Regions from separate parts of the Mus musculus genome. Here all the other regions are linked to region 1. The links are chromatin contacts, called in public HiCAR-type, HiChIP or PLAC-seq and promoter capture Hi-C maps. All regions are on one chromosome and are shown on one strand. Each heading gives the region's core, a stretch centred on a gene start, on an enhancer-like site or on the middle of the called end of the contact. The rest is flanking DNA. Distances are from core to core; before and after follow the strand shown.

Region 1 (3,073 bases), core at 422-2,921:
AGGTGATTTCTCCAAAACATTTTCAAAATTTTAATGGAGACTGTTCTCTTTCACTAGTGGGCTCTGAGGACCCCCAGGCTTCAGTGCAAAGCTTTTTAACCTGCTAATCCCACTTCCTTGCCCCTCCAATCAGTGTTCCTCATAGGCATTGTTGGTGGCTTTTGACAAGAGAAGTTCTTTACTCCATATTTAGAAATGAACTTCCCCATGTTCTCTTCTTTTTTGTTTCCACACTTAAAAATGTATGCCTTTTTTAAAAGTTGGAATCTATTCTGGTGCATGAGTTACAGATACAGTCTATACGTTTGTGGTGGCCCCAGTACCAATAATTTAGTGATCCTTCTTCATCCTCAGCTAGTCATGTTTGCTGTGGAAAAAAAATGGTGGGAAAAGCCAGGCATGGTGGCACATGTCCTTAATCCCAGCACTTAAGGGCAGAGGCAGGCAAATCTCTGAGTCTGTGTAGCATACACAGTGTCAGCTCTCAGGCTAGCAGCCAAGACATCAACATGTAGATTTTTTTTTTGAACCTTTAAGATCCAAATAATAGCACCTAGTGATATGAAATATTTTATTAGATGTCAACTTCTCCCAATTGTTTTAGTATACTTCTGGATTTCCCATTACATTCCATTGGTTCATTATTTGTGCACTAGTGAGCTTATCGGCTGCAGCCTTTAAATATGCTTTCATATCTGATAGGAAGCTTAACTGCCCCTTTTTTACTATTCTCTATTCCCAAACATTTCCTAGCATGCATACTTGATGTTGACTTTTCTGTTTTGTGAAGCCAGTGTGGTTTGGGGCTTGCTCTAAGTGCTTGTTATTTCTTAGCTCTGTGACAGATGCAAGCTTACCGGGGTAAAAATCTTTTTGGTGGCCTTGGAACTGAAAGATCAAAAAGAAAAGAGGGTGGAGAGATGCCTCAGTGATTATTTTTCTTCTCTAGACAGAATTTTTCTGCATAGCCTTGGCTGATATCAATCCTTAGACCAAGTTGGCCTCTAACTTAGAGATCCCCCTGCCTCTGCGTCCCAAATGTTGGGGTTAAAGGCTATGTTTGCTGCTTGCTCTTATAGAGCACCTGGGTTCAATTCACAGAATGGTTCATAAACATCTGTAACTCCCTCTTCTGACCTCTGTAGGCGTTAAGCAGGTACTTGGCAGTGAACACACATTCTTGCAGGCGAAACACTCACACACAAAACGAATACATCTTTTTAAAGGGGGGTGGGGAATCCCAGAGATGGCTCAGAGAAGTTTCCATCACCACCGCACGTAGGAAAGCTAGAAATCCCCTGTAACTCCAGCTAGAGAGGATCACATGCCAGCACTCTTGTGAACAACCCCACACACAGCTACACACTTACACGCATATTAAAAATAAAATCTTAGGACTGTGCTCGGTGGCTGTCGCTTTAAGGCCAGTACTCTAGAGGTAGATGCAGGAAGAGCTGTAAATTCAAGGCCATCCTGGTCCAAAACCAAACAAGGACAAAACAGGGGAAATGCTTACAACGGGCCATAACTACTTTCTACAAGGATGTTTGCAGCCCGGTTTTAGCCGGAGCTTGAGCGGAGGCTCGCAGTCTAGGCGCGCGTCCTAGCATCCGGGCATCTCGCGCAAGCCTCTCGGGGCGCGCGCGCGCAGCTGCGTCACGTGCCCGGCGCGCCCCCGGCTGGCGCGCGGCGGGCGGAAGTGAGGTCGTGGGCTGCGGTGTCTGCGCAGCGTCGGCGGGAGCGGGGGCCGCGGCGAGGCTGGCGGGCGGGCGGGAGGCAGCGCGGGCCTAGCGGTCGGCCGCAACCGAGCGTCGTCTGGGCACTGCCCGTCGCCGAGCCCCACGCCGTGCCGGCTCGGGCCGGCGCGCGCCGGTCCCGGAGGCTCAGGCCACCGTGAGTACGGGAAGCATGGGGGCGGCAGCTCGGGGCGGGCGGGCGGGCGCGGGCCGGAAGTGCGGCGCTTTGTGCAGCGCCTGGTCGGGCCGCGCGGGGAGCAGGGGCGCCGCTTTGTCCGCGGCGGGCCGGGGGGCGGGGCGGGAAGGTCGCGGGGCCGCCGCAGACCCGGCGATCCCCCTCTCGCTGGAAAACGTGGGCTTCGGAGGGTACCTTAGCAAAGGAAGGACGTTCCGGGCCGTGGCCCAGGTTCATCTGAAAAAAGAGAAGGACGACCTGCCAGCGCGTCCTCGGCTGGGTGTTCTCTCTCGTGGTATCTCCTGCATTGTCTGAGCTGATTGTTTTAAGCACTCACGTAAACATCTTGGAGTGTTCTGCGTGCAAGGAGGTTTGCTAGTGAAAAGGTTCACATGTGCGCATACACACCTTACATTTAAAAAAAATTTAAAAAAAGAAAAAAAGGTTTGGGCAGTTCCTATGCCTTAAACTCTCCACTTCGCCTTGTGTAAGATGAGATGATTTTCTGTAGTATGACAAGATTTTAAATTAGAGTAGTTCTGGTGCAAGTAATTAGGACGGCCTTTAAAACTTCGGTAGGTCAAAGGCTAATGAGTGGTTTTCCCTTTGACAGCCAAGATTTGAGAAATCTAGGCCACCTTTCCTAATGCCGAAGCTACTGTGGTGGAAATCGTTGAAGGGCTTGCTTTCTTTAGTCTTTGTATAAAGCTGGCTCATTTTTTTTTTTTCGGTAGTGTCTGTAGTTTACTCGTGCAGCATTTTTGGAATGTTTTGACATGTGAGAAAAGCTTTACGGGTGTTAAAATTAATTGTAACCAGAACCAAATGAAAGTTAAGGTCTAGTAGGCGGGGGCTTCAGGGTTTTGAGTTGCTTGTCTCTGCATTCACCTAGGAGGTGTTGAGAAGCGGTTGATAGAATTGCCCTTCTCCTGACCTCCTGCCCCTAAGGGTGGAAGTGACCGTCTGTATAAGGCCAGTGCCTGGAACCCAGGAAGGAGGAGGAAACCGCTGGCTGCTGTTACTGGACTTTTCTCCAGTCTCAGATTGGTTTGGGCTAGCTCTACACCTGCCTTTCTGTCCATTTTAATGTTAGACAGAGATGAGAAGAAGAAGAAAAAAAATGCATGTTAAAAATAATTTTCGAAGGTCCTATGGTTTAAGG
Region 2 (3,073 bases), core at 171-2,670, 1.4 Mb before region 1:
GGCACCACACACCTCTGTTAGGGGGATGTGGCTAATCAACAAGGATCTCTTGGCTCCAGCCCTGAGCAACCCAGCAAGGGAGGAGCATCCACAAGTGTCCAGAGACTGGTGTGCCTGCCAGGAGGTGCCAGGAGCCTGAACCTCTTAGACTGAGCCAGCCGGGGCATCGGGGGAACTGCAACCTTTAGAAGCCACAGGACTCCGGCCCAGGTGACTGGCACTGGCTCTAGAGCAGCTACCTGTGGTCTTGGCAGAAGTTATACATCTAGTGCAGTGACAAAGGGCGCTCAGCAAGGGTGTGGCCGGAAAAAGAAAGTCCAGGGGTTACAGCAATGTCTAAGGTAACCAGGGCTACACTGATAACACTCACCTTCCCCTGGCCACTTCTTCTCACTTAGGCACCACATGCTGGCTGGAAAAGGTCCCCAAACCAGAACATCAGACCTCAAGAAGAGGAAGGGATCTGCATAAGGTAATACAGCAGACACAACCTGGGTCTCCAGCCCTCTATTTCCCTCCTCAGTCGAACCGCCCCCGCCCCCCCCCCGCCCCCCCCGTCCTGTCTAGCTCACTGTCATTTCCAGGTGCTCCTGTTCCTTTCTTTCTTTTTTTTTTTTTAAAGATTTATTTATTATATGTAAGTACACTGTAGCTGTCTTCAGACACTCCAGAAGAGGGCATCAGATTTCGTTACAGATGGTTGTGAGGCACCATGTGGTTGCTGGGATTTGAACTCCGGACCTTCGGAAGAGCAGTCGGCGCTCTTAACCACTGAGCCATCTCGCCAGCCCCCCCCCCTCCCCGTTCCTTTCTTAAAGGGGCCACAGAAGTCACAGAATTGTGGCTTTGATCTGGAATCTCAAGAAAGACCTAATCTGGCGGGGAGGGGGGGTGGGGTGGGGGTGGGGTTGTAAGCCCCCAAACCAACCTTGCCACTGGGCGGCCTCACCTTCACAGGTCCTAGGATTTAGCTCAATCAGTTAACCTTCAGCAGCGCTGCGCACCTTCTCTATGTGGGGTTGGACACCATGCCGGCTGCTAATCAAAGTTCCTGCATGCTCTTGAAACTCCCAATGCCCAGATCTCATCCCAGACCAGGACCACCAAAGTCTTTGTTGGGGAGAGTGGGGGAGGGCGTGGCGGCGGCACGGGTGTTTACTAACATGCGATTATAATTCACAGACAAGGGCTGCTTAGAAGTCAAACAGAAAACCGTCTGCTGCAGCCACAGTTACAGCCCCTGCTTCCCTTCTTATCTCAGACCAGCCTGCTGCAGCAGCAGTCCACTGTGAGCCACGAGAGGTCATGGGGAAAGTCCCGGATATCGTCATGCGTGACAGCATCTAATTAATCAACAACTCTGTAACGTGAGCTCCAGCCTATAAAAGGGGAACCTTCCGGAGTCTTGTAACCCTGACCACTGGCCTTCACAGACATCTTCAGACCCAGGGACTTGTGCCCCAGGAGGAGCTCAGGCTGATGGGTTCTCTCCTCAGCCCTGAGGCCAGTAAGTAGATTTCCCGTATGCCTTGAGCTGGCTTCTGGAGTCCTGACTGCATGGAGTACAGGTGGGAGGTCTGGAAAGGGGAGATCAGAGACTTCATTGGCTCCTAGAGTGGGTTTCTCCATGGTCTGGGCTGCGCGAGGGCGAGAGCTTCCTGCCTTCCCAGGAACCCAGCAGAAGCGGGGTGTCTGGTCCAAGATGGCTGCGGAGATACACACCCCTCCTTCCCACCCACTACCTGTAAGCAGTCTTTATCTAGGAACTGGATAAGGGAGAATCAAGGCTGGGGTGGGGAAAAGGGGAGAGCTTAGGAGGCCGGTGGAAAAACGAGGGATTTCAGCCTTGCCAAATTGTCGGTGGCAATGTGGACAAGTCATTTTTGTCCCTGGACTCTTGGTTTTTTTCTCGTCTGAAGGTTGGGACTATGCCACCACCCTGCTGTCCTTTAGGACTCCAAATGTAGATATCTAAATAGTAATGAGATAAGAAGTTTCTCTGAGACACCAGTACCTGTGGTCACGTGTCCCCTTAGCAGAGGGGCCTGGTGAGTGAGCAGGAAATAGCATGCCACCCCTTAGAACAGAGACGGGGACCAGGCACCCTAGACCTGCCCCCCCAAGCCAATCAGTGCCCCTGTGTAGGGCCCTTGGCAAGCACCCAAGGCTTGCTCACAGTGGGCGGCCACGCCCAGAGCCACCTCTGCTGTGGCAGCTGTGTTTGGATTCAAGGCAGGGCAGTAACAATGCCAAAAGGGATGGGGTATAACAGGTACAGATGTGGGGGGGGGGGAGTGGGAGAGGGAGAGGAGGGAGGAGGGAGTGGGAGAGGGAGAGGGACTGAAACTGTGTAGCTGAGCCCACAGTCTCCTTGGGGCTGGGAGGACAGGAAGGGACCTTTCTTGAGCTTCCCCAAGCTCTGCATGCTGGGGTGCAGAGGGGAGAACAGGATTCTGCAAAGGGCTGACTGGGTGCCTGGCATCCCAAAGACCTTGATGCTGAAGGTGCTGGCAGTTAGGAGGCCATCACGGAGCAGGTGGCTGAGCATCCATCACTAAAATCCCCAGAGCCTTGCAGCAGAGACTATAATTTGTCTTCATCTGCCCAGGCCTGGAGATGACCCTACAGACATGGCTGGCCTGTCCCAACTTCCTAGCAGTCTAGATCCAGGCCAGCCTCCGTCAGTGGGTAGCACAAAGGTGGGGGTCACTGGAGAAGGACTACCTCTCTATTGTATGGAACCTCAGGACCTGGCTTAAAAATGGGGTCTAGAACAGGAATTCTCTAGTTCTTGATAGACAGTACTCTGAACCCTGTGCCAACCCTGCCAACCAGGACACACCCAATTAGAGAGCCACGTTTAGCTTGTGCCCACCTCTGCCATAGCCCAGCCCAGCAGTGGGGTCTGTCAGGTTGCTCAGTCAAAGGGCCAAGATGCCTGCCAGTCTCTGCAGGAGGAGGAAGGCAGAAGAAAAGTGTCCACCCCTTTCGTGCCACTGTGACCCAGCTCTAAAGCCAGGAAGCCGTGCTCAGTGTAAAGGGAAGGTGCGGCTTCTGTGGGGGACAAAGTCCT
Region 3 (3,073 bases), core at 305-2,804, 1.4 Mb before region 1:
CTGGTCATGTAGAGACCTGAATTCTGCCACTAACTCACCTCAAGTGTTCCAAGTTGTAGACTCATTGTTTCTGTTCTACCTATAAAAGGCACAGATGTCGCTCCTGCCCTCACAACATTAAACAGATAATAATAATAATAATAATAAAAAAAATCTACAGAGCACTGATTTCAGAGGACAAATGTGCCACTTCAAAAGTCGGAGAGAAGATTTGGAGTAACGGTCAGTGCTTGCGTTCTCTCTCTTTCTTCTCTGTGTGAGTGTCTCCAGGTTGGCACACATGTGTGCAAGTCAGTGTCTCCAATTTGGTACACATGTGTGTGCATGGGTGTGCAAGCTAAAGATTAGTCTCAGCTGTCATTTCTCAGGACAATGTCCAGTTTGGTTTTCTGAGAGTGTCTCTCACTAGTCTGAACCACACCCATTTGGCTGGTAGCTTGCTGGCCAGTAAGACCCAAAGTTCTGCCTGTCTCTACCTCCAGTGTTTACTTGGCTAGTATGTTATGTGTGTGTGTGTGTATGTGTGTGTGTGCATGCACGTATGTATGCCTGTGTGTGTGTGTATGTATGAATATATGTGTGTGCCTGCACACAAGCTCAATTGACACTTCGTATTTTCCCCAGTCACTCGGTATTTATTGAGGTAGAATTCTTGAGCTCAAGAATTCTGGCTAGTGTGGCTAGCCACTTTGCCAGAGGAATTGTCTCTGCCTCCTGAGAACTGGGATTACAGGTAGCTATTACTACAATTTCTACAGGGGTCCTGGAGATCTGAACTGTAGTCTTCACATCTGGGCAGCAAATACTTTGTCTACTGAGTCATCTCCGCAGCCCGTGCCTGGCGTTTGCGGTGTATTCTGGGAATTGAGCTTAGGTTTCCAGCTTAGCAGCAAGAACCTTTGTCTTTTTTGCTTTCTTTTCCCCTGATGCTGCTTGGGTCTTGGAGGTGGTGATATAGGTGTTTCAGTCAGAGCTGAGATCATTTAGTCTCAGTCAGTTTGACTAGTTATGGATCTCTGCATTAACCAACATCACATACTCTAAAACAAATTTATAACTTTTTCTTCCTTTTGAGATAGGGCCTTGAACTCACAGAGATTCTTCTGCCTTTTTTTTTTTTTTTTTTTTTCTCGAGACAGGGTTTCTCTGTATAGCCCTGGCTGCCCTCGAACTCACAAATCCGTTTGCCTCTGCCTCCCGAGTGCTGGGATTAAAGGTGTGTGCCACCACGCCCAGCATGAGCTTCTTCTGCTTTTTGTGTCTTGAGTTTGTGTACGTTTATTTAACTTGAGAGGAATAAATAATAAAAATAGGGAGAAAAAGGTTGAAATAACTATCTGCCGGGGCGGTTGGACTGCGCCTTGAAGCTCACCTGCTTGAACTGGGTCTTCTAGGATCTTAAATTCAGGAGGCGAGCTGGCTCAACCAGGAGAGGGGAGGGGCCGAGAGAAGGGGCGGGTCTTATGCCGGTTTCATGGCCGCTGCGGGACTCTCTGGCAAACCCCCGCCGCACTCGATAGCCGGAAGTCGTCCTGCCTTCGCCTCTAGGAAGCGGAAGTGCAGGGGCAGCTGGCAACTGGGTTATTGCTTTGAGAAACCGGCTTGTGAGGAGCGGCGGGAAAGGCGCGTGTCGGCTTCTCACTGGCGCAGCCTCCCCGGCGATCGCCGCTGCTCCGCCCTGCCCAGGCGTCGTTGCAGACACCGGAGTGGACGAAGCGCGGCCCGGGCATGTGCAGCCGGGGGGATGCGAACACTGCGGATGCCGCGGCTGCGCGGCGGGTGACAGGTACCTTGGGTGGCGTGGGGAGGCCTCGGGAACAGGAGAGGGGCCAGCGCGGGAGGCGACCGTGAGTCCGAGTCACCTTGGGCTTCCTCTTGTACTCTGACTCGGTTTTCCCTCCAGTGTTCTCTCCACGAGCGCCTCAAGTCGTCCCCAGCGGTCTTCTGGGGACAGAGTGGCGGCGGGCTCACTCCAGCAGTCCTGACCCTGTTTGAAGTGTAGGAGGAGGAAGCGCCCCCAGGACTTTAGACCAAGTCTGACCCTAAGTAGGTTGAGAATCAGCATTTTGCATGATTCTGGAGAAACGAGTTGGCGTTTTTATAGGTTTCTGAGTTCAGGTGATGCATCTGTGGGTGATAAGATCTCTTGGCGTGAAATTGGACGGTTCACTTCACTTTTAGCTTGTGATCTGTGCATCTCCAAAACATTGTGATCGTGAGCTCTTCTTGCTGCTGGGCTGAAAGCTCTCTTGTTCTGCATTTGTTGCCAGGTTTGAAATGGAGAGAGTGTTTTGTTTGTTCTGAGACCTATGATCTTGCCCTTGCAGTGCCTTGGAAACATCTGTGCCCGTGCAAGCTTATTGTAGTATAAAGTTCTTTATTTCCTAGTAATACCTTGTACACTGCCAAACGCATGAAGACATAGTCATGTCTGTTTGCTTGTCCTACCCCTTTGGAGGTAGGGTCTCAGGATCATAGGCTACCCTTGGAATCCCGGCCACCACCAGATCTGCTTGGAGACATTTTACAAAGCTAGTTAACACTACAAAACTGGAGCAGATTGTAGCCTTTCCACTTGACTTGTTTTTGGTAAACTTAGCTGAAACTTTTCTTTCTTAAATAAAAAATTTTATTTTGTTTACTTAGATTTTGTTGTGTGTATACAGGACAACTTAGTGGAGTTAGCTTTCTCCATCCACCTCTGTGTGGCTTTCTTTTTAGGGCTCAATCTCAGGTCACCAGGCTTGCATGGCAAGAGCCTTTACCCACAGAGCCATCTTGCTAAAACTTTCTTTTTTGCTTTCTTGAGGGAGGAAGAGAAAGGGAGAGAGGATCTAGATATAGAGACACAAATTAAATGTCTGTCTCTCTGTCTGACTGTTTGTCTATATCAAGAGGTGGGAGAGAGAATATGAATTTGTTATGTAGAGACCAGAAGACAACTTTAAAGGATGGCTCTCTCCTTCCACCATGGGGGTCTGGGGATTGAATTCAAGTTTTCAGGCTTTGTAGCTATTGCCTTTATCCATTGAGCCATCTCCCCGGACCCAAAATTTTATTAAAAGAGGTAAAA
Region 4 (3,073 bases), core at 247-2,746, 1.4 Mb before region 1:
GCTGGCTAGTTATCTGAGCAGCAAATGTCACATCAGGAGTAGGGCCACACAGTCAAGAAATCGGAAGCCACCAGACTTGTCACGTCCTGCCACCATGCGGCATCTGCAGGGTGAACACGTTTGCCAGTTCTGCAGCTGTGAGGTTTACTTAGTTCTTATTTTTATAATTTATTGAGTCATATGGTTCATGTCTAAAAACAGGAAAACTGAAGACCTTTATATGGAATGCTAAGCTAAACACTGATCACACTTTTATCCTTTTTTAGAGCAATAACGAAAACGGCTGTGAGCGCGCAGCTTAGAGCGGAAGTGGAAGAGAACCAGAAGGTATTGCTGACTGTTAGAAAGTACTCCACTGTTGTAGAAGACACTCCTGGGCTGTAGCTTTAAAAAATGGAGAGACTTGAATTAAGTTCGTAGCATTTAGTAGTATTCCTCTTAGTAATACTATTATCATACAGTACTTTTTATCAGATTTGTAGCATTTTGTTTAGGAGAGGCTCCTGACTGGAGGTTGGGGGTGCGGTCAACAGGGAGTGTGGGCCTCCTAAGTCTTTAAGCCTTTCGTTCCTGCCTTTGGTGCATTCCACGTGGAAGCTGGGCTCTTGTCCTCCTTTCCTGTCAGCCCCACATGTAGTTCCTGGAGGCTGCCAGGATGCTCACTGCTCCCTCCTATCCCTTTGTTCCAGAATCCATCCATTGGCCTAGAGCTGTGGGTGTGTTCAGCTTATCCATCTATCTACCTGTCTGTCTGTCCATCCATCCGTCATCCATCCATCCATCCATCCATCCATCCATCCATCCATCCATCCATTCACTTACGGTTTTTCAAGACAGGGCTTCTGTGTTCCTGATGGTCTTAGAACTCTGTAGATCAGGTTGGCCCTGAGATTGACCTCCCTCTGCCTCCCAAGTGCTGAGATTAAAGGCGTGCGCCACCACACCTGGCCTCAATTAGCCGCTTTTACCCCTAGATTTCATTATGGGTAGGACGTTAGTTAATTAAGTAGATTTGAGAAAGAAAGAAACCAAATACTTCACACATATTTACTAAATTAAAAACATCACCATGGGTGGTGGTAACTACACCTGCAACCTCCAAGTGTGAGAGTAGAGGTAGGAGAACTGGAACTTCTTGGTCCATCCATTCGTGGCTATGTAGTGAGTTTGAAGCCAGCTTGGGGCACATCAGTCTCTGTTTCAAAAAAACAAAAAACAAATAAAAACACTCAATTTAGTAATTGCATGTACATTTATTTTCCAGAATAGCAGTGTTAACTATACCTTTGAATTTACGATCCCCTGTTTACTGCACTAAGGGTGGTGGGGTCTGGGAGAATAAAGCCTGAAAATGAAGTGGACTAAAGTCTCATGCTAAGCCAGCCTTACTCAGAGTGTCAGACAGTTTGTACTCTCAGGGTTAAGAAGAGTCACAGAGTAAAGTATCCAGTCCTAAGGGCAAACCACATGCGGCAAAGCCATGTTTTTCTAGAGAGGTGAGTAAACAAATAACAATAGCCAGCTGTATTGAGCAGCCTGACGTGACTCACCCCTATCCACCACACCTCAGAGGAGCACAGAAACAAGGACAATTCTGTATTTTCGAAGGAACGGAGGTCACAAGACTCTTGTTTTGTTTTCTTAGAGTTTTCTCACAAGCACTTGGAATTTCCCTCACATGACTCCATTCATTCTTGGTCCATGTTCTGACAGTTCCACATGCCAGGGAGGCAGAATATTAACTTATGTGAGCTATATTGGTATTTCTTGGATTTTTAATGTTTTTGAGTAAAGCATGTTATTTAAAAATGCTTAAATACATGCACACAAAATTCTTAAAGATGAAACACAAGTGTGCATGAAATCTTAAATCCAGTGTGATGAGTTTTCTCACTGTGAAATCTCCTCTGTGTTTCAGATCTTGATCTACATTGGGTTGTATGTACAAGCTCAGAATTAGTCTTTCTTACCATCTCAGAGGCCCAAGCGAGCAGATTTGAAACTGTCCTGTGGAGAAAATTCCAATTCTTTTCTATTTTATTTTAAGTGTGTCTGTGTGCGTGCGTGTGTGCGTGCACATATAAGTATATCATGGCTCACTATTGAGGTCAGAGGACACTTTGAGGAGACATTCTTGTCTTTTCCCTTGCTGAGGCAGGCTCTACTTGTTTCTGACGCTGTACTGTATGCTCCAGGCTGGTTGTGCTGTAGGCTGGGTTAACAGATGTATGTACACTGCCACGTCTGGTGTCTCACATGCACTCTGGGAAATGACTTGAGCTGGCTTGAAGGCTAGTGCTTCTGCCTGCCTGCCCTTCCCTGGTTTGGAATTCCAGTCCTTAGCTGCTTCAGCTTTCCATCATTTCTGTGGTTTTGTTGTTTTTGTTTTTAAGCAAATTTTGTTGTAGTTCATATTTAAAACCTTTTATGTTTTTTTTTGAGGTTATAATATAATTACATCTTTCTTTCTCTTCCTTCCCCCTCCCCCTCTTTATTCTTTCAGATATATAGCCTCTTTTGTCATTGCTGTATATGTAGATGTGTGTTTTCTATATTTTTGTGTTCTCATATTGTTTTCTGATTGATGCTGCCGTGTCTGTGAAGCATGAGACACAACAGCTTCTCACTGTTTGGTTTTCCCATGCAGTGCTAGAATTCAGAAGTATACCTTTTCCTAGTCCTCTGAGTACTGGAAAGTGAAGGTGTTCTCAGAGTTCATCCAAAATTCTGTTGTTGGTATCTGGTAACTCCTTTTGCACGGCACTCTACTGTCTAGCAATATTGTATCACTGTACTGTCTCGTGTACTGTACCTCTGTCCTGTCTAGAGAACTGTATCACTGAACTGTCTAGAGAACTGAATCACTGCACTGTCTAGAGTACTGCACCACTGCACTGTCTAGAGTACTGCACCGCTGCACTGTCTAGAGTACTGCACCACTGCACTGTCTAGAGTACTGCACCACTGCACTGTCTAAAGTACTGCACCACTGTCTAGAGTACTGCACCGCTGCACTGTCTAGAGTACTGCACCACTGCACTGTCTAGAGTACTGCACCACTGCACTGTCTAAA
Region 5 (3,073 bases), core at 193-2,692, 1.3 Mb before region 1:
GGGTAGATAGGCTGTCATATACACATACATGATCTGCATGTAAATGAAAATGTAAGCATTCATTAGAAACATTTAAATGTAAAGAGACCTGAGCCTGTACTCTGTTTGTGTCCTAGGGATATTTTCAGCTCAAAGCCAATCCGGGAGCCTGGATTCTGAGACTGAGGAAGGGGCGCTCAGATGACATTTATAGGATCTACAGGTAGGACAAGGAGACGGCTTCATTGTAGAGACTGAGCTTTAATTGCGCATTATCTGGGCTTACCCCAGGCATCGTGCGTTATAGTCGAGTTCATGATAAAGCCAAGCTTCTCAGAAGAGTAAGTGTGGGAGAAGTTGTAGGGGATGGGTTGGTTAGCAAGGGGTCTAAGTGCTGATCAGAGCGAGGTCTGTTCTCCATTGCTTTCCCTGTCAGCTCTTATCAGAAGGATGCAGATAGCAGGCAGGAGCTCTGACCACTTGATGAGAGCTGACTGGAAACAGCAGGGTCGGTCCTGTTCAGTACGCTGATGGGAGGTGTTTATCATGACCCCGGCTGTTTTGTACATGCACAGAACACATGAGCTTTGACTGTGTAGTCTGACTGTCGGTCCTGGTCCCTGGGCTGCAGTTGTGTAGGCGTACTCCTACACCAGCCTGTCAGTGACAGGAATTGTCTTAAAGTTCAAACGAACCCCAGAACACCATTTTAAAAATGTGGTCTCTATCCTGTTTAACACAGTTTAAACTCGTCCTTAGTTCTGTGCCAGTTTGTGTAGGGAATGGTTTTCATTATGGTTTCTGTGAACAGCCTAATGTGTGTATTTGCTTTGGCTTCATGGCCTTTTACTTGACATGGAGAAGCAGTGTGGTTTAGTGGGTTTGGTTTTGGTTTTTCTCTCACCCACGCTTGAACTGGACTCAAGTGAGTCTTCTGCCTTAGTCTCCTGTAGCTGAGACCTCAGGCGTGTGCCTCCATACCTAGCTTGTGCAGATTTCTTATTCAATAACTTAGAATTTTGTGCTATAGTAATGTCCTTATTGTAAATAGTAGGCTTTTCCCTGATTCAGTTATTTTCCCAAGAAGGCTTCACAGAATGTTTCTTCTATGGGCCCTGTCCATCTTCTTCCTTGCCTGGGGCTGTGGTGCCGTCCTCTCTGCTGTCTAGGGTTCCTGTCTTCCGAGGCTTCCCAAATGGACAGCCTGTGATTCTGGAATCTTCTGTGCGCCAGCTTTCTCCTCTCCTTTTGCTGCCTGCTGAGTGACAGCACATGCAGTGGCTTCCTCACATTGCTGCCTGGAGAGTGAGATGAGGAGGAAGCGAGTACTCACAGTCGTCCTGCTCTGCCTTGTGGGCCTCGGACCAGAGCGGCTGCACTGTGGGCTTCCTACCAGACACAGAATTGAGTCTGTGCTCTAAACTTGGCTGGTTGTGCCGCCTCTCACACTGTAGCCTAGGCTGGCTTTGATCGCAGTTGATCTCCCTGCTGCTTCCTGTTGGGGTTACAGGTGTGAGTCACCACACTCTGCCAAGAGTTAAACAGCAGAAGCGGCTCCAGGGATGGGCCTGAGTGTGCAGACTGTGAGCGGACAAGCTTTGTCATGATCTGACCAGTGCTTGTCCTGCCTGAGAGCCCATTGATGTTTGCCTGCTGTAGGAAGGAAGTCAGCTCACGTCCCTAGCCTAGAGATGGAGATTTCCAGGAACACTTCTTTGTCCTGTAAAGGTGTTTCTTTCAGACTGTGAGGAAACTGTTGGTTTTAAAAAGTGTTTCTACAATGAAGATGGGCAAGCACAGCCCATCTTGTTGTCTGAGTATTTACCGCATTTTGGGATTGTGATTTCTTTCTCTGTCTTACTTGTCTCTAAGCCATGATGGTACAGATTCCCCTCCTGATGCAAACGACGTTGTTGTCATCCTCAATAACTTCAAGAGCAAGATCATCAAAGTGAAGGTGAGTCTGCTCGGCTTTGTCAGGGAACAGACAGCAGTCCCCCCCTGTGGCCGTGGCCAGCCACTGTCAGGGAACAGACAGCAGTCCCCCCCTGTGGCCGTGGCCAGCCACTGTCAGGGAACAGACAGCAGTCCCCCCGTGGCAGCCGCTGTCGGAGGTACTAACACTTGTGACCGTGCTAGGAGAGCCCTCTCGCGGTAGTTCATTAAGACACTGTTTTAATGTTCTGTTTTGTGTTAATTACTGTTGTGATTTTTACCTTGCCTAACTTACCAATTAAGCATTAGTACAAATAGAGTGAACAAAGCTGTAATATGTATACAGGGTTCTCTACTCTTAGAGTTCATGCATCCAGTAGGGGCTTGGAATGTCTCCATTAGATGAAGTAGGACTGCTGCATTTGGAAGTCATTTTGGTATTCCATTTGGAAGTGGCTTTTGGTTGGTTGGTTGGCTTTTGGATTTTGTTGTTGTTTGTTTTAATAGTTCTAGGGATGCTGCTTAAGAAAAATGTCTTAGTGAAGATAAGATTCTAGCTTTCTTCAGCCAACAGATTGTCACTTTTGGTAATCTCAGAGTCCCATTTTGTGCAAAATGTCCCCACAGAGACTTTGTGTACTCCCCTCTCCATTCTGATTGAGACAGGGTCTCACTATTTAGCCCTGAAGCCCTGATTGACCTGGGACTTGCTATGTAGACCAGGTTGGCCTCGAACTCACAGATATGTTTGACTGCCTCCCAAGTATCAGGATTAAAGGCATTGCACCTGGCTCAGCTTTGCCATGTTTTTTTTTTTAAGTTTTATTTATTTATACACATGTAAATGTGTTTATGTGAATATATGACACTCGTATACCTGTGAAGGGCACAAGAGAGCATTGGTATCTCTTAGAAATGGAGTTACAGGTTGTTGTGAACTATTCAGTATAGTTGCTGGGAACTGAACTCAGGTCCTCTGGGGGAGCTGTATGAGTGTGCTCTGAACCACTGAGCTATCTCTCCAGCTCTGGCTTGGGCGCTTTCATACCCACAATTCATAGAGTTAGTATTTTAGTCTCAGAAGACTGTGGGAAATTCCACTGGCAATTCAACAGTAAGATTATAGTTTTTATAGGCAGGATGGTGCACACCTGTAGTC
Region 6 (3,073 bases), core at 350-2,849, 1.3 Mb before region 1:
GAATATTCATTCGTCAGAAGCTTGGTCCCCCAAAGATGGGGCTACTACCAGGAGCTGACTGACTAATGAAGGTGTTAGCGGCATGAATATAGCCACTGTCTTAGTCAGGGTTTCCATTCCTGGACAAAACATCCTGACCAAGAAGCACTTGGGGAAGAAATGGTTTATTCAGCTTATACTTTCCACATTGCTGTTCATCACCAAAGGATGTCAGGACTGGAACTCAAACAAGTCAGGAAGCAGGAGCTGATGCAGAGGCCATGGAGAGATGTTCTTTACTGGCTTGCTTTCCCTGGCTTGCTCAGCCTGCTCTCTTATAGAATCCAAGACTACCAGCCCAGAGATGGCACCACCCACAAGGGGCCTTTCCCCCTTGATCACTAATTGAGAAAAAGCCTTACAGCTGATCTCATGGAGTCATTTCCTCAACTGAAGCTCCTTTCTCTGTGATAACTCCAGCTTATATCAAGTTGACACAAAACTAGCCAGTACAATCCACCCACTGCTGTGTTCAGAATTGCATGGGGTTTCAGGCAGTTGAGCTCTGGTAGAGGAAATAAGTCACGGGATGAGCCTTAAAGGATGTATCTTGCTCTCATACTTTCCTTTGGGCTAGATCCCTTTTTAGTTTTATTTACTAATTTAGAAACAAGATTTCTCTGTGTAACAACCCTGGCTGTCTTGAAACTCACTTTGTGCATGAGGCTACCTGAAACTCACAGAGATCTGCCTGCTTCTGTCTCCCAAGGGCTAGGATCAAAGGTATGTGCCACCACACCTGGCTTGGATTGTGTGTGTGTGTGTGTGTGTGTGTGTGTGTGTGACAGCTATGTCATGAAGAGCTAAGCCCTGAAAGTGTCCTTCTGCCTGGATGTGTGTAAGTCAGGGACAGTATTGTGTCCTCATGGCATCTCAGGCTCTTGTAATCTTGTAGGTTTTTGTGCCCTAGACTAACTTGTTGCTTAACATTGATGCTAGTGTTCCAGCCATTACATGTACTGCCAGCAACAGGACAGAGGAAAGGGGACTGAAGAGCACACTTTGTCCTTTTTAAGGAACCTTCCTACAGGTGTCAGGTTGAACCTGCATGGGTTTCCATGTCCTTGGGGTGGGGGATCAAATTCTGACAATGTAGACTTTATGAAAATCAGAAACTTTTCTTTAAGAGAGTAAAAGGACAAACCAAAGACTGGGACAAGGCACTCAGTTAAAACCACAGAAGAGGGCTGGGGTGGAGGACGACACAAGTTTGGATCCCCAGAACCTGGTATAGCCAGGCCTGGTGACATGCGTGCTTCTACAGGAAGGTGGGGGTAGAGCCAGGAGACTCCCCTTGTGAGAAACTTACTGCCTTTTCCATAGAAAGCTTAGCTGAGGGCTAGGGAGAAGACTCCGAGGTAAGAGCTGTTTTTCTAGAGGACTCAGGTTTATTTTCCAGCACCCACTGTAGGCTCACCACTCTCGAGTAACTCCAGTCCCAAGCGGAGCCTGTGAGGGGGTCAGGAAAAGGGCAGAGGAAAAAAGGATAACATTCATCTGGAAGAGAATACCGTTCCCACCGGGAAGGAGGTGACTTTCCCACACAATCTCTGAAAGAGCTTAACTAACAAGGCCGTCCATCAGCCGGGGCCATCTATCAAATCAAGGCCGTTCTGTGCACAATGAGTCATGTTTCTCTGACTATTTTGGACAAACAATGCTGTTTGAAGGGAATTTTCAGTTTGCACAGAGGAAATAACATATAAGAAAGAGAGTCAAAGAGGAGAAAGGTCTGGAGGCTGCACAAAAGGACTAGTGGGACACCACTTGGAAGTCCTCCAGCTCTGAGGACCCCCTCTTCCCAACAGGGTGCTTTCGCTCTTTGCTTCCTTCCTCCATAAAACCTCCTTCTGAGTCTTTCCTTTTGGTCTCTGGCCATTCAATTCTTTGCTCATTTTGGGGAAGAACCTGGACACCTGTGCAGACAGTTCACCCCATGGAAATCCCAAGTCCAGCAACAATCTGACCTCTTCTTCTTGGGACATCAGGTATATATATGGCTCTTAAATAAACATGCAGACAAACACCATGCTGTCGTGGCTTAAATTAGAGTGGCCTCCAGAAGCTCGTCTATTTGAATGCTTTGTCCCCAGTTGGTGGAACTGTTTGGGAAGGATTGGGAGGCGTGGCCATGTTGGAGCTGGTTTGTCAGTGGGAGTGGGCTTTATGGTTTCAAAATGCCCATACTATTCCAGATAGTTCTCTCTGTTGTGTCCCTGTGGGTCAGGACACAAGCTCTCAGCTACTGCTCCTGAGCCATGCCTGCCTGCCTGCCTGCTGCTCCTGAGCCATGCCTGCCTGCCTGCCTGCTGCTCTTGCGCCATGCCTGCCTGCCTGCTGCCCCTGCGCCATGCCTGCCTGCCTGCTGCTCCTGAGCCACCCTTGCCTGCCTGCTGCCCCTGCACCATGCTTGCCTGCCTGCTGCTCCTGCACCACCCTTGCCTGCCTGCTGCTCCTCCACCATGCTTGCCTGCCTGCTGCCTCTGCACCATGCTTGCCTGCGTGCCTGCTGCTCTTGCCCCATGCCTGCCTGCTGCTCCTGCACCACCCTTGCCTGCCTGCTGCTTCTGCACCACGCCTGCCTGCTGATCCTGTGCCACCCGTGCCTGCCTGCTGCTATGCTCCCTGGCCAGGATGCTCACGGACTCTAGCCCTCTGGACTCGAGAGCCCGCAATAAACATTTTCTTTCATAAATTGTCTTGCTCATGGTGTCTCTTCGAAGCAATAGAAAAGTAACCGATAGATCTACAGGCAGACAATAAATAAACAACAAAAAAATTAAAATAAAAAATGATTAGCTGAGCCAGGATGACTTACTTCAAGAAAACATCGTTTTGCAACACCCCCCTCCCCGTCCCCCGCTAAATCTCTAGTTTCTAGTTCCTGGAATGTAAGTTTTAGTTCTCCTGATTCTTGCCTGCCCCCAGAGATGTCAACTACTTCCTACCCTGTGCTGTGTCTTATGGATTAGTCAATAGTGTAACAAGGTGCCCAGAATAAAGGCATAGAACCCTCACTCAGGTTAGAGGGAAA
Region 7 (3,073 bases), core at 326-2,825, 1.2 Mb before region 1:
GCTACAATCTCAACTTTACAAAGTGCTTTCAGAGGGGCTGGCCCTCACTCACATCCCCAGACAAGGAGGAGAGTGATGGGCCTTGCTGGGAGGTCCCTGGCTTTACAAGTAGCTTTGACGGTCTCAGCTATCCCTAACCTGGCCGGTGGATAGATTTCTAGGGAAGTCAGTCCTCAACTGGAGGCTTTTGTTCCACTTCTGTGGCTGGGGAGGCCAGGTAGTGCTGCCTTCTCTCCGACTTCAGTCTGGGTCACACGGGCCTTTGTTCTACCTGCACACACCGGCAGGCAGAGCCCACCCCTTTCCTGGCAGCTCCTCCCCAGGCTGGCAGGCACCGGAGGGCCTGGAGATACCACAGGTGCACAGGAAGAGGAACCGCATTTCTCTTGCTCCACTTTTAGTACTAGACGGGTACGGGCTACACATGCACACAGAGACACACCTGTTTTTCTGCCTCTAGAGCCAAGCCTGGACCTCTAGTCCCCGAGGTTTATCTCTCAGGCTAGCCCGCAGTGCATAGCAGGTAGGGTGGACAGAGAGCAGCGGGCAGTGACCCAGGAGGAAGTCTGGGCACTGCGCAGACAGGCCAGTGGCGAGGAGAGGCACGGAACAGAGGGTGAAAAGAGGGATCAGAGGTCAGGAGTGGCAGGTGTAGGGAAGGATGAGATGGGAATCCTGGGATCCCGCAGACTGGAAGGGGCCCCAAGAGAGGAGAGGGCAGATCTGGCCCGGGGCTTAGGGGTACCCCCCCCCCCCCCCGCCATCACACTTTCCCGCAGCGGGCGCTCACCTGGGCGAACGCAGACCTGCTGGGTCGCGGCGGTCTAGCACACCGGGCACACAGTTGGTGAGTTCGGTCCAGTCAGCGTGCAGCCCGCAGCTCCAGCCCGTGGAGAAGCGAGAGAAGAGCCAGGTCTCGCGGCGATTGGGCCGATAGCAGGTGCACTTCTTCTGGCCCGGGCGACAGTCGCAGGGCACCTCGAGGCGCACGTTCTGCACTAGGTGGCGGCCGAAGGTGGTGCCGCCGGTCTTCTGGATGTGCAGGAAGACGATCACGTCGTCGCCCTTCATGTCGAAGCGCAGCGAGCGCTCCAGCTCGCGCACCGGGAAGTAGTACTTTTTCTCGTAATGTGGGTCCGGCGTGGGGAAGAGATCCAGGTCGTCGGGGGGCACGCGGCCACCGGGCGCGCCCAGACTCAGCCCCGGGCCCGCGTACTGGTAAAGGATGAGCATGAAGCACGCCGAGCCCGCCACCACCAGCACGAACTTGCTGGCGCGCTCAACCATGGTCCTGCCGCCGGCGCGCCGCCGCCGCATGTGTCACCATCGCCAGCGGCCCGGGCGCCGGGCCTGGGAGGGCGGGGGGCGCAGCTGCTCCGCCACCGCCGCCGCCACCGCCGCCCGCGCTCCGGCCCGGCCCGGCTACTCGGCGCCCAGGCTGTGCGCAGCGTCGCGGGCCCCGGGCCTCGGCGGCGCCGTGGCTGCTCCCCGCCCCGATCCCGGCTCGGCTAGCGTACAGCCCGGCCCCCGCCACAGCGCCCCGCAGCCGCGCGCGCCCGCACCCGCCCGCAAAGCTCAGCGCCGAGAACGCTCTGCACCGCCCCGTGCGCCGCCGCGTCTCCGCAGTTCGTCGCGGCTCCGCCCCGGCCCGCCCCTGGCCCGCCCTCGCGGCGCCTCTTGCTGTCGCCGCCCGCTCCGATCCTCCGCTCCGCCTCTGGAGCGCCCTGGGGGAGGGGCGGGGCCGGAGGAGGCCCAGGCACAGGCCAGAGCTGGGCGACGGGTCGCGTGTCTCTCACACTGTCAACGCCGGTCGCTACGGAAAGGGCATTGGATCCAGCTCGCAGACCTGTGGGTGGCGACTGGGTTGTCCCGAGCCTACGAGTGGGTGGCTCTTTTGGGCATTGGTCCTGGGTTTGGGAGCCCGAGTTTTTTCACCTTCTCTGGTTATGGTAGTTTGTGTTACCTGCGCTCTCTGTCTCCCACGGGAATACGGAGGCTTTGACCTTCACATTGAAGGATAGGAAGTTCCAAGTTCGAGAGCGCTGGGAGTCGGGACCACCAGGTGGTTTAGGACTACCAGTAAGGGTGGGGAAGGAAGAGAGACGTTAAGGGCATGGATCCGGCTCTTACGTGGATATCACCAGTCCCCTGGAGGCACTGGGACAATGACCCAAAGCCCTCAGTTGAAGATAAACCGAAATGTGTGCAGAGACCAGAGGACAAGCTTTATTTGTCCCTCTCGCCCAGTGTGCCCTGTTTTGATCCTGGTCATACTCAAACAAACAAACAAACAAACAAAATAGTGAACCAACATTAGAAAAAAATTAAAATTCCAACCTTCGTGATTTTTTTTTTTTTTACATTGGCAGCAGTATCTGCAGCCTTGATTGGTGCTCTGCCTGTAGTGGAGGGTCGCCTGGGCCCTAGGCTGCAAGTTGGAGGCTCTAGTAGTAATCTATGCAGCCTATAACATGTGGAAGGTCCCGTCGCCCATGTTGTACTCTGTACTGGGCCCCTAGCTATACTTAGGCGGCCAGAACAACTGGAGGTGGGGAGTGAAATGACCTGTGCAGAGTTCCACAGCCTAGGGTAGCTGGGAGGGGCTTGGGTGTTTGGATTCAGGCCAGAGTGGCCTCTGGGAGGTGCTCCCACTGCCAGGCCAGGCTCAGGTGCCCACAGCAAGTACCCCTGGGTAGTGCCCTGGATCTGTCCTGCTAAGGGGTGGGTCAAAAAGTGGAGAGAAGGGGAGGGGGTGGCAATAGTGGTCCAAAGCATTGACTGCAAGTTAAAAAAAAAAAAAAAAGACTTGAAAAAAAAGAGCAGCTGGGCAGTGGTGGTGCATGCCTGTAATTCCAGCACTTGGGAGGCAGAGGCAGGCGGATTTCTTAAGTTCGAGGCCAGCCTGGTGTACAGAGAGAGTTCCAGGACAGTCAGGGCTACACAGAGAAACCCTGTCTTGAACCCCCACCCCACCCCACATACACACACAAATAAGAGCTAAGAGGAAAGCCCTCCCAAACGGTGAGATCAGGAGAGAATGCAGACACACTTATATCCAACTTGTCAGGAATGT

Evidence for each region. Promoter capture Hi-C pulls out the DNA fragments that hold promoters and counts their contacts. HiCAR-type assays count read pairs that join an accessible place to other places. HiChIP or PLAC-seq counts read pairs in DNA pulled down with a chosen protein or histone mark.
Region 2: a contact with region 1 is called in a promoter capture Hi-C map of pre-B cells. The contact joins the promoter of Neurl3 here to the promoter of Fam168b in region 1. A contact is called at or near these places in 12 of 39 promoter capture datasets (the C10 cell line, the HPC-7 cell line, HPC-7-derived erythroid cells and 7 more), 1 of 484 Hi-C or Micro-C datasets (erythroblasts), 14 of 115 datasets of contacts at active chromatin or transcription factors (T-cell acute lymphoblastic leukemia, acute myeloid leukemia, embryonic forebrain and 10 more) and 2 of 9 other capture datasets (adipose tissue and liver).
Region 3: a promoter capture Hi-C map of 3T3-L1-derived adipocytes shows a contact between it and region 1, with 11 times the contacts expected there. The contact joins the promoter of Uggt1 here to the promoter of Fam168b in region 1. A contact is called at or near these places in 15 of 39 promoter capture datasets (the 3T3-L1 cell line, 3T3-L1-derived adipocytes, the C10 cell line and 10 more), 1 of 484 Hi-C or Micro-C datasets (erythroblasts), 11 of 115 datasets of contacts at active chromatin or transcription factors (the NIH/3T3 cell line, astrocytes, embryonic forebrain and 8 more) and 2 of 9 other capture datasets (adipose tissue and liver).
Region 4: a contact with region 1 is called in a FOXA1 HiChIP or PLAC-seq map of pancreatic cancer cells. The contact joins the enhancer-like site here to the promoter of Fam168b in region 1. A contact is called at or near these places in 1 of 39 promoter capture datasets (cranial neural crest) and 4 of 115 datasets of contacts at active chromatin or transcription factors (embryonic forebrain, forebrain, pancreatic cancer cells and 1 more).
Region 5: an H3K27ac HiChIP or PLAC-seq map of T-cell acute lymphoblastic leukemia shows a contact between it and region 1, with 5 times the contacts expected there. The contact joins the enhancer-like site here to the promoter of Fam168b in region 1. A contact is called at or near these places in 3 of 39 promoter capture datasets (cranial neural crest, frontonasal cranial neural crest and hippocampal neurons), 6 of 115 datasets of contacts at active chromatin or transcription factors (T-cell acute lymphoblastic leukemia, acute myeloid leukemia, astrocytes and 3 more) and 1 of 9 other capture datasets (embryonic stem cells).
Region 6: a contact with region 1 is called in an H3K27ac HiChIP or PLAC-seq map of extraembryonic endoderm stem cells, with 19 times the contacts expected there. The contact joins the enhancer-like site here to the promoter of Fam168b in region 1. A contact is called at or near these places in 11 of 39 promoter capture datasets (the 3T3-L1 cell line, the C10 cell line, cranial neural crest and 7 more), 10 of 115 datasets of contacts at active chromatin or transcription factors (the 230-238 cell line, differentiating embryonic stem cells, embryonic forebrain and 7 more) and 1 of 9 other capture datasets (macrophages).
Region 7: a contact with region 1 is called in a HiCAR-type map of astrocytes, with 9 times the contacts expected there. The contact joins the promoter of Hs6st1 here to the promoter of Fam168b in region 1. A contact is called at or near these places in 14 of 39 promoter capture datasets (the 3T3-L1 cell line, 3T3-L1-derived adipocytes, the C10 cell line and 10 more), 6 of 484 Hi-C or Micro-C datasets (B cells, embryonic stem cells, muscle stem cells and 2 more), 20 of 115 datasets of contacts at active chromatin or transcription factors (the NIH/3T3 cell line, astrocytes, cardiomyocytes and 13 more) and 3 of 9 other capture datasets (adipose tissue, liver and pancreatic islet).

Annotation. Positions count from the first base shown.
Region 1 is chr1:34,841,648-34,844,720 of GRCm38.p6, reverse strand. It overlaps Fam168b (family with sequence similarity 168, member B), which reads left to right and starts at 1,671. Exons shown (of 7, transcript NM_174997.2): 1 at 1,671-1,893.
Region 2 is chr1:36,271,772-36,274,844 of GRCm38.p6, reverse strand. It overlaps Neurl3 (neuralized E3 ubiquitin protein ligase 3), which reads left to right and starts at 1,420. Exons shown (of 4, transcript NM_153408.2): 1 at 1,420-1,507. The coding sequence starts at 1,480.
Region 3 is chr1:36,242,783-36,245,855 of GRCm38.p6, reverse strand. Uggt1 (UDP-glucose glycoprotein glucosyltransferase 1) reads left to right here and starts at 1,554. Exons shown (of 41, transcript NM_198899.2): 1 at 1,554-1,786. The coding sequence starts at 1,729. It overlaps Gm39625 (a long non-coding RNA gene), which reads right to left and starts at 1,547. Exons shown (of 2, transcript XR_865343.3): 1 at 1,373-1,547.
Region 4 is chr1:36,198,959-36,202,031 of GRCm38.p6, reverse strand. Uggt1 (UDP-glucose glycoprotein glucosyltransferase 1) reads left to right here. Exons shown (of 41, transcript NM_198899.2): 11 at 267-327. Among named protein-coding and RNA genes, the nearest start is that of Uggt1, 44 kb to the left of the region's middle. Within about 2 kb of position 1,496, at least 31 of the 459 cell types and tissues checked have an H3K27ac peak or open chromatin away from gene starts, as enhancers often do. A contact at or near this core is called in pancreatic cancer cells, where this site is marked.
Region 5 is chr1:36,158,805-36,161,877 of GRCm38.p6, reverse strand. Uggt1 (UDP-glucose glycoprotein glucosyltransferase 1) reads left to right here. Exons shown (of 41, transcript NM_198899.2): 31 at 117-202; 32 at 1,852-1,936. Among named protein-coding and RNA genes, the nearest start is that of Mir6897, 16 kb to the right of the region's middle. Within about 2 kb of position 1,442, at least 87 of the 459 cell types and tissues checked have an H3K27ac peak or open chromatin away from gene starts, as enhancers often do. A contact at or near this core is called in T-cell acute lymphoblastic leukemia, where this site is marked.
Region 6 is chr1:36,123,812-36,126,884 of GRCm38.p6, reverse strand. No RefSeq gene overlaps it. Among named protein-coding and RNA genes, the nearest start is that of Gm33280, 6.6 kb to the left of the region's middle. Within about 2 kb of position 1,599, at least 13 of the 459 cell types and tissues checked have an H3K27ac peak or open chromatin away from gene starts, as enhancers often do. A contact at or near this core is called in extraembryonic endoderm stem cells, macrophages and pancreatic cancer cells, where this site is marked.
Region 7 is chr1:36,066,902-36,069,974 of GRCm38.p6, reverse strand. Hs6st1 (heparan sulfate 6-O-sulfotransferase 1) reads right to left here and starts at 1,575. Exons shown (of 2, transcript NM_015818.2): 1 at 791-1,575. The coding sequence starts at 1,317.